Regions from separate parts of the Mus musculus genome. Here regions 2 and 3 are each linked to region 1. Evidence: chromatin contacts called from public promoter capture Hi-C data. All regions are on one chromosome and are shown on one strand. The core of a region is the stretch at or near the end of the contact, and the rest is flanking DNA. Distances in the headings are between cores, read along the strand shown. Region 1 holds the start of Pctp (phosphatidylcholine transfer protein). Region 2 holds the start of Tob1 (transducer of ErbB-2.1). Region 3 holds the start of Mbtd1 (mbt domain containing 1).

The links. Promoter capture Hi-C pulls out the DNA fragments that hold promoters and counts their contacts.
Region 2: a promoter capture Hi-C map of pre-B cells shows a contact between it and region 1, with 4 times the contacts expected there. The contact joins the promoter of Tob1 here to the promoter of Pctp in region 1. A contact is called at or near these places in 2 of 39 promoter capture datasets (cranial neural crest and pre-B cells).
Region 3: a promoter capture Hi-C map of pre-B cells shows a contact between it and region 1. The contact joins the promoter of Mbtd1 here to the promoter of Pctp in region 1. A contact is called at or near these places in 2 of 39 promoter capture datasets (cranial neural crest and pre-B cells).

Annotation. Positions count from the first base shown.
Region 1 is chr11:90,001,506-90,004,321 of GRCm38.p6, reverse strand. It overlaps Pctp (phosphatidylcholine transfer protein), which reads left to right and starts at 1,428. Exons shown (of 6, transcript NM_008796.3): 1 at 1,428-1,620. The coding sequence starts at 1,480.
Region 2 is chr11:94,210,104-94,212,919 of GRCm38.p6, reverse strand. It overlaps Tob1 (transducer of ErbB-2.1), which reads right to left and starts at 1,466. Exons shown (of 2, transcript NM_009427.2): 1 at 1,189-1,466.
Region 3 is chr11:93,884,818-93,887,633 of GRCm38.p6, reverse strand. It overlaps Mbtd1 (mbt domain containing 1), which reads right to left and starts at 1,463. Exons shown (of 16, transcript NM_134012.4): 1 at 1,218-1,463. It overlaps Utp18 (UTP18 small subunit processome component), which reads left to right and starts at 1,868. Exons shown (of 14, transcript NM_001013375.1): 1 at 1,868-2,300. The coding sequence starts at 1,977. RefSeq lists enhancers at 1,551-1,584, 1,597-1,639, 1,834-1,866 and a cis regulatory region at 1,846-1,853.

The DNA.
Region 1 (2,816 bases), core at 179-2,678:
GTGTGTGTGTGTGTGTGAGAGAGAGAGAGAGAGAGAGAGAGAGAGAGAGAGAGAGGCAGACAGACAGACAACATATTTAAACATGTACAATAAAGCAGTTTGAATTTGGTCTCTTGTTTCTTCTATGGTCCTGTTCATTCCCTTGGGCCTCTCTTAATCCATCAATATTTCTGTGGTGACAAAGTTCCGATCCCATGAAAGCACACAATCATGACTGGTCCTTTGGCAATCTTTGACAATCCTCCACATTGGTTTCCTTGTTGGATGAGTGTGAGTGGATTGCTTGTTTCAGTAATAGTTTACACCTGTGAGAAAGCTTACAGGCTACCACTAAAACTGCAAGGAAATTTGTCTTGAAGCAATCTTTCCCGTGTTTTGGAATAACTTACTTTCCTTCTGTCCTGTACAAGAAAATCCATGCTGAGGCAAATAAAACAGTGATCTGTCTGTTTTTTGGCAAATGTGACCGTGGGGCTTTTGTAAACTGGCTTTCAATAGTTTTTTTTTTTAACCACTTTTTTTCCCCTTCTAGTATTGAAAAAATTGTGTTTCAGTTTATTCCTGAAAAACAAGAGGGAATGATCATTAAATACCACTTTGGTAGGCACTGGGATATTCTACGGCCCTCGACTATTTAAGGCAGCACAGTCTTTGACCCATTTTACAGATTAGGCAATTTGGCTTTCCAGGCGGTCTTGGCAATTGAGTGGTGTTTGCACTTATCTTTGAACTCCCTACTTTACTCAAAGCCAGGGTTGCAGATTTCGGCTGAGTAAGACTCAAATGAACAAAAAGATCTTTGAGTTGCAAGACCTAAATTATGCAAGCTGCAGAAATCCAGGTACCTTATCTTTCATATCATTTGTACCCACAAAAATCTTGTCCATTGTGATCTGATTTCTTAATTGTGACTTCCTTGCCCTTCTGCTGATTCTAAGGGATTGATTCACAAAACACGGTTTCAAAATGTATACCAGAAAGAAGAGCATTTTTAAAAAATTATATATATATATAAAACTAGCATCTGACCTCTGAGACTTTCAAGCATTTGTGTTCGGTCCCTCTCCCCAAATGTCTTCCAGAGACCTTTCCACCTTCAGAGAGGTAGGGGGTAGGAATCTCACGCAGGTTTGAAGGGTGTGGAGGTGAGTATAGGATGTGCTGGCCCTACTTCCAGAAGTTTCCCTACTTCTTCAGCCCTTCCTTCTTTCTCCAGATAAGCGACAGCTTTTTTTCTAGTATTTTTTAACTCGGCATTCTTCTTAACCTTTGCTTAGCCCCGCCTGTCTTCAGATCTGGAACCGCCCTCTTAACCTCCGCTCCCCACCCCCGCCCTCCCACGTCCCGCCTCCTCGACCAAGTCCCGCCTTCTCTCTTCCCTGCCAATCAGGTTGGGGTCACCTTGTGACCCCGCCCCCGATCTCTCTAAGGGCCAGTGAGTGACCTGCGCTCCGGGCGCTGTATCCTGGCTGCGGAAGGATGGCGGGGGCCGCATGCTGCTTCTCGGACGAGCAGTTCCGGGAGGCTTGTGCTGAACTCCAGAAACCGGCGCTGACCGGGGCCGATTGGCAGCTCCTGGTAGAGGCCTCAGGCATAACCATCTACCGGCTGCTGGACCAGGTAGCAACTGACCTGCCCGCTGGAGGAGGTCAGGGGCCTGGGCCCCCTGGTTAGGACTCGCCAAGGGTACTCCACTGCTCTGCAGGGGTGACTAGGCTCCTTGGAGCTACTTTACCCTGTGTAGATCTTATGCGGCTGGCAGGTTGTCCGAGCTCAGCCTCAGGTCATTCCTGTTGCTAGACTTCTGAGTTGTAATTTATGTTTTACTCTGCAGCGTTTGCAAAAAAAATCAAACGGCCTGGGAGTAGGGAATTGTATTTAACGGCTCGTGGTTGAAGATGGGGCGAGGTGCCAAAGAAACCCACCCGGTCTAGGATCTGGACTTTCACTGGGAGTGGGTATAACGGGTCCAATACAGGGTTTCCGAGATCGAGCTGGAGTGGCGTGCCCGTGGACATATAGGAGTGTGTGTTTATCTACATTCACAAGAGAGAGGCATTTGGCAGCAATCAGCTGATAGAAAACAGAAAATGAGTAGTTTGGAAGTTTAGCCCAACTTCAGTCCGTTTGTTTGCTAGGAAAATTGAAACATTGGTCTATTCATTCCTACACCATGCCAGTGTCTGCAGAGAACATGTTTCCTTTTGCCAGATGGGTGCCAGTTCTGTATGGGGTACAGAAGGGCCATGTCCTGAGGCAGGTAGGAAAGAGACAAGACTCATGGACTGGATGTTCAGAGCTGGCCAAGAGGTAACAGTAGCAATTCCATCAATTTAGTGACTGTCTTCTGTGTGGGTGTGATCTAATTTTAAGGTCTATTTAATAATTCGGTTGTGAAACTTCATGCAGAAAGAGCAATGGAGGCCGGAGGAGGAGTGTAGTTGGTTGTTAAGCATCTTGAGGCATCTTAAGAAGCCATTGGAACCAAGTAGCTAGTCAGGTGGGAGAAACTGGAGGTTTGGCATCAGTTGCTTTGCTGTAGGCAACAGAAGTTCCTTGGCACAAGATCAGACTGGTATAGCAAAGGATTCCAAATACTGATCTATTATGGGAGCCTTGGCTTTCACAGGTGAAGGAAGCAGACATGGAGGAATGGCGTAACTGTGTCACAGAGGCAGAGAAGTTCAGGACAGATGCAGTTGGAGGGTTTATAACCTAGTGCGAGACATTTGTGGAACAAGTTGGATTAGACGGAACTGTGTGAAGGTGGATGGCGTTTCTGGCGTGCAGAGGTGGCCTCCCTACAGCTGAGGTCA
Region 2 (2,816 bases), core at 217-2,716, 4.2 Mb before region 1:
GGGCTCTCACACTCTTGCTCTTCTGGGAGCCTTTTTCTTTTTTATTGTGTACTGCCCCCCCCCCCCACACACACACATTCTGAAATTCCTCTCAGCTGCAAGTATAAGAAAAACAAGCAGCTTAAAACTCCTATTGATTACTCTGCTTAAAGGGCAGAGTTTCTCAGTTTTATTCTTATTTTTAAAAGCCATCTCCTTCCCTCTTCGGATAAACGGGCAGTCCCTGGAGAGGCTGGAGCGAAAAGGTCGACCTTTAAACGTTTGCTGGATCAGCACTGGGTGGGGATAAGAAAAGATCAAGGGCAAAGAGAGGTATTTCCAAGGGAGAGCTATTTGTACAACGAGGTTGATCAAAAAGGGCATTTAAAATAATCAAACTGGTGTGGATCCGTCTGTTCCATTTTCCATATTCTTGGTGACAAAGGGCAAAGAATCTCTCGTGTAGCCCCCAAACTACACTTTCCAAGCCGAAACCCAAGAGCAGGCAGAGAAAGCAGATTCAGCTGGACTGCTTGAAGGTGCAGCCGAGCCCAGACAGGCTGGGTGGAAGGTGGTTTTTAAAGCAACGCCTTAACACAGGACTGTGAAGAATTACATAAACAGCCAGTTGGGTCTCATTAGATTTCTGCTCACAGCGCTGGGAGCCCGAGCGCTACAGCAGCAGCAACAGCCAGAGGAGGTGGAGGTGGAGGAGGAGGAGGAGGAGGAGGAGGAGGAGGAGGAGGAGGAGGAGGAGGAGGAAGAGGAGGAAGACTACTAGACTTGCTCCGGGAGGAGGAGCTCGGCCCGGGGAAAAGGAGAGCAGGCTCTTTAGCTGCCTCAGGGACGCGGCCCGGGCACCGGCAGGTCGCGGCGCGGGCCGCCCAGTCTTCCCCTCCCCCGCCGTAACCTGACCCTGCCGTCCCCCACTCTGCTCCCCGCTCGAGGCTCCTGGGACCTAGCCAGCATCCCGGAGCACCGGTCCGGGCCCGATCCCTGTATCCCGGCGCCCCCTCCCCCTGCCTGGGCGCCGCTGCCCCCACCCCGGGTGCTCCCTCCTCCCGGTTGCCCGTCGGCCGTCAAGCCTCCGGACCAGGTCCCCGGAGCCACTCCATTCCCTTGGGTCCCCGAGGCCGCCCCTCCACACCCGGGCTCGCAGGACGCTGCAGCCACTCCCTCGGCCCCTAGCCGCCGCCCCGCCGTACTTACAAGCTGCTCCGGAGCTGCGGCCGCCGCCGAGCCGCGGCTGGGCGGGGGAGAAGGGGCAGCGGGCGGGGGCGCGGGTGGGTCGGGAGCGGCGAGGCGACGGGGTGCAAGACGTCGCCACCGCCGGACACGCGACGGACGCCTCGGGCGGGTCCGGGAGCTCGCTGCTCTGGCTCAGGGGTGGCGGGGACGGCAAGCTTACACGAGCGCGCTCGCTTCTCTACACAGCCCGGCGGCCCGGCCCTGCGTCCCCGTACAGCGCCCTCTGCGCGCCGGGCCAGAGCTTCGCTCCTTCTGCCGCGGCGCGCGCCCCGCCTCTCGTTTTATAGCCTCCTCCCCGCCCCCAGCCTCCGCGGGGGTGCGCGCCGCTCGCGTCACAGTCCCGCCCTCCCCACCCGGCACCCCCCGGCCGCGCCGACTCCGCCCCTGCCCTGCCCCCCGACGCCATTGGCCAAGTCCCGCCTGCCCACGTCCAGACGGCCGCTGATAGATGGTCACGCCTCCTGAACGCCGCTGTGACCAATGAGCTGAGAGTCCCGAGAGGTTGGGGGAGGGGTTAAGGGAGGCCTTGGAAGGGGATTGGACAAGGGTAGGGATGGGATGGTAGGGATGGGGTGGCAGGGCCCGGGGGCCTGGGGGTGGGGGGTGGGGGGTGGGGGGGGAGGAGGGGGAGCAGGTGGCGACGCGGCGGGGACCGGCCGGGAGGGGCAGCCGAGGCTGGGGGAGGGAGGGCAGAGTACACGGAAAAGGCTGCTTCCGAGCGAGTGCGACTGTGGCCGAGGAAAACCCCACTCCTGGGCGAGCTAGCCTGTGGGTCTCAGCCCATCCCGGGGTAACCGGGACTCGTGCTCCCGATTCATTGAGTATTAATCCCCGCAGGGCCTAGGCCAACTGCCACCCCGAGAGTGACAACTGCAGAACCTGGGGGTGGGGAAGGGAGGCCACGTCGCTGCACCTCCCGCACAGGTGACAGTTTAACTGCCTCTGCAGCTCCCCCTGGCCAAATCTCCCCGGGTCACCTGGCAGCAGCTCGGACATGAGGGTTGCTTGAGACCGTAAGAAAAAAAAATTGTCTTATATCAAACGTCGCAGAGAGCGACACGCTGCCAAACTGCCTGTGTGACTCTGTGTGCGTGCCCACGCGTGCATTTTGAGAACTTTCACCCAGGCCCACAAAATAAACACGAGGCCTCGCTGAGGAACCTGCGAGAGTTTATGAACTGTGCACAGGTGTCCAGGGAATAGGGACGCCAGGGACTCTAGGGGCGCGGATAGGCGCCGTTTCCACAACCTGCAGCCCAGAAATCCGAGTTATCGTCCGGAGTGGAACGGGGCGTTCCTCTTGGCTAAAAATAATTACTCACAGGTAGCAACGATGCCTGATTGGTCGCACTGGACCTTAGCGGCCAGACGATTGGCTGTCTGGTCTCCAGGAGACCGACGTCAAACTCGGACTGGGTAAAGGCGAGAGAAAGTCGAGGGGGAGCCTCGGAGAGAAGGGGGGGGGGGGTTGGGGGGGGGGAGAAAGCGCAGCAGTGAATGAAACGCCCAGGGCCCTGCCTTCCCCTTCCCTGTCCTGGGCATTCGGGCCATGCTTCCTGGAAAAAAACCGGTCCCCGTGCTGCCTTGCC
Region 3 (2,816 bases), core at 214-2,713, 3.9 Mb before region 1:
AAGTATTGTATTTATTAGTTTCAGTACTATTCCTCCCCCAGGCCCAATTTTACGCGTTCTTAGAAAAAGTGATTTAGCAAAAGGCAAATAATGTACATTGACAGTACCAAGGATATGGTGTTAAAAATGTCCTCATCGCAAAGAGGACTACTTGTGAAACAGTCATGAAACCCCCACATAGCAGTTCCCTGGCTTCCCAGGGAATAGTTTCAACCATCTTTAGTCATGGAAGCAGCACACTTGATACCGACCCAGCAAAGTTTTCAGTTGGCCCTTACCATCTCTTTACTCTCCCCATCCCCCTCCCTCCACTTCCCTGATGTTCTTTCCTGGCATACAAAATATAGGCCAATGAGCAGTGGGTGGGTGAGGAGGATGTGAGAACAAATTTGAGAAGTAAAAAAGGGAGCAACTTAACCAGGACACGACATGAATGAGACTGAAGGGTCTAATAAGGGCAGGCAAGTGAATATCAGAGACTGAAAGAAACCGAAGGTGCTTTCCTAGGCTGCAGTGCGTGGTATATGGATGTAGGGTTAAGTAGAGGTCAGACTACCTACCACTCGTCAGAAGCTGGGCTGCTTTGGGTGACTTCTAGTGTCTCTTCCGACTCTGAAATGTCAGGATTTCTTTTTCACAAAGGAGAACGTACGGATGGTGGAAGCCCACTGACTTGGAACCCTCAAGTAGCAGCCTTGGCGGCTGACTCCCCGATACCACTCCTACGTCTCCCTCCCACACGTGCCCACCCCGCCCCCTTTCAGTATCAGCACCTCCACGTGCAAAATGCCTCTCGGCGCTGGCTCTACAATGGTGGGCTCCGTCTCCAGCCAAGCCCCGAAACTCTGTATGCTCCTGCCCCCACACCCCCGAGAAACCACTCTCCCACCCTTGGCAGCTAAAAAAGGCAAAGTCTCCTATCTAATCTTTCCCTTCAAGCAGAACGGGGTTGGGAGGGAGCAGAGGAAAAACTTTCTTATGTTTTTTTTTCTCCCTAAGAGAACCCTAAGTCAGGGGTTGAGGGGGGGAGGGGAACCCCTGAACGTTTAACGGCCAGTAGGGGGAGGGGAGCTCCGGAGACGGAGGGGGCGTGGGATGAAGAAGCAGGCCCGCGAGTGGGGTCCCCGAGCTGCGGCGTTCCGGGGGCCGGGCAGCCGCAGGCGTGCCCCCCCCCCTCAAACCTGGCACACAAAGCGGCCGCTGCGCTCGGCTCTCACCAGATCCTTTGTGTTTTCCATCAGGGCCTCATGGGTAGGGGCCGTCCGTGCTCCCCGAGCCCGCGGCGCCCCCTCCCCCCCCGCGAGCAGGGGGCCGGTGCCTCTCCCCGGGACTGCGGCGACTACAGGGGGGACCCCCGGCTGGGCCAGGGCCAGCGACAGCAGTGGCAGCCCCCGGATTTCCCCCCTTTTAACTCGGGTGGCCCCAGGATATCAACAACATTAGCATAGCCCTCCCTCCCCAGCGCGCCTGCGCCGTGACCCGCGCCCCGATTGGCCCACTTCCCCCACGTACCCTCCTCTCTCCCCTCCAGCGTGGGACCCTCGGCAGGCGCCGTACTCTAAGGACCGTACCAAGACCACAAGTCGATGAGGTAATTGAGGGCGCGCGGCACGACGCGGGGCTCAGAATCAGCAGGGCGAGAAGTTTCTTTCAGCCACTTCCATTTGGACTCCGGCCTCCCCGAGTCCCTTCCAATATGTTGCCTCCGAGAAGTTGTGTTGGGAAAAATTTCCACTCCAGTCACGCCGCTTCCCCCTCCACCCGGAAGATCGGCCTTCCCTGAGGAACTCCCACATGGGGCGGGGCCGCCGGACGGAGTGGGAGTGACGTAGCGCGCGAGCGCCGGTCACGTGGCTTGCGGCGGCGCAGACTCCTTCCGGCTCCCCGGGGCCGGGCCGAGGAGAAGAGCGAGCCGCCCCGGCACATGCGCAGTGGTACTCCACGTGAACGTCGGCGTTTTCCCCTCAGCCCTGAGGATGCCGCCCGAACGCAAGAGCCGGACGAGACGAGACCGGAGAGCCGGCGCAACGCCGGGGAGGAAAGCCAGACCCGGGAGCGGCAGCACGCCCGCAAAGGCCGCCCGTTCATCCCAACGGACACAGCCGGCCGAGCCGAGGGCGGCCCCTAGCGCGGGATCCGCGGCGGCGGCGGCAGAGGAGGAGGAGAGCCGGCTCCGGCAGCGGAACCGCCTGACGCTAGAGGACGATAAGCCGGCCGCCGAGCGTTGCCTGGAGCAGCTCGTCTTCGGCGATGTCGAGGACGACGAGGACGCGCTGCTGCAGCGGCTGCGGAGCTCGCGGGTGAGGAAGGCCTGCCTGCCTGCCCGCCTGCCTGCCTGCCGAGCGGGCACACGCTCTGGCGGGGCGCGCGGCGGGAGGCGAGGCCCCGGGGGCGGAGCCTGGAGGTGGGGGGGACCTGTGGCGGCGAGTGCTCAGGTGGGAGGGACCGGCGACCGCGGGCGCCGAGGGGCGCCGTCCGGCTCTTTCGCCTCGGGTTCTGGGCTGCTGGCTGGCGAGGGCGGGGACGCTGCCTTTCTCCGCCCCAAAGGGGCTGCGGCGCTTCGCATCCAGCAGGCGCTCAACTGTCGGCTTGGTTTGCCAAAGGATGTCTGCAAAGTAGAGTCGCTCATCTTCGGGCTCTTACACCCTCTGCTGGAACCACAGGGGTGACCGTTTGATCACCTGTCGCGACTCCGCGTAGTGGATGGAACCAATACGTGGGCAGAAGGCGTAAAGCTGCATTTTAATAACATCGCGGGGTGATACCCACGCCCAGCTTTTGAGAACGATCAGTGTGTATTCATCTCTAACCTTTCT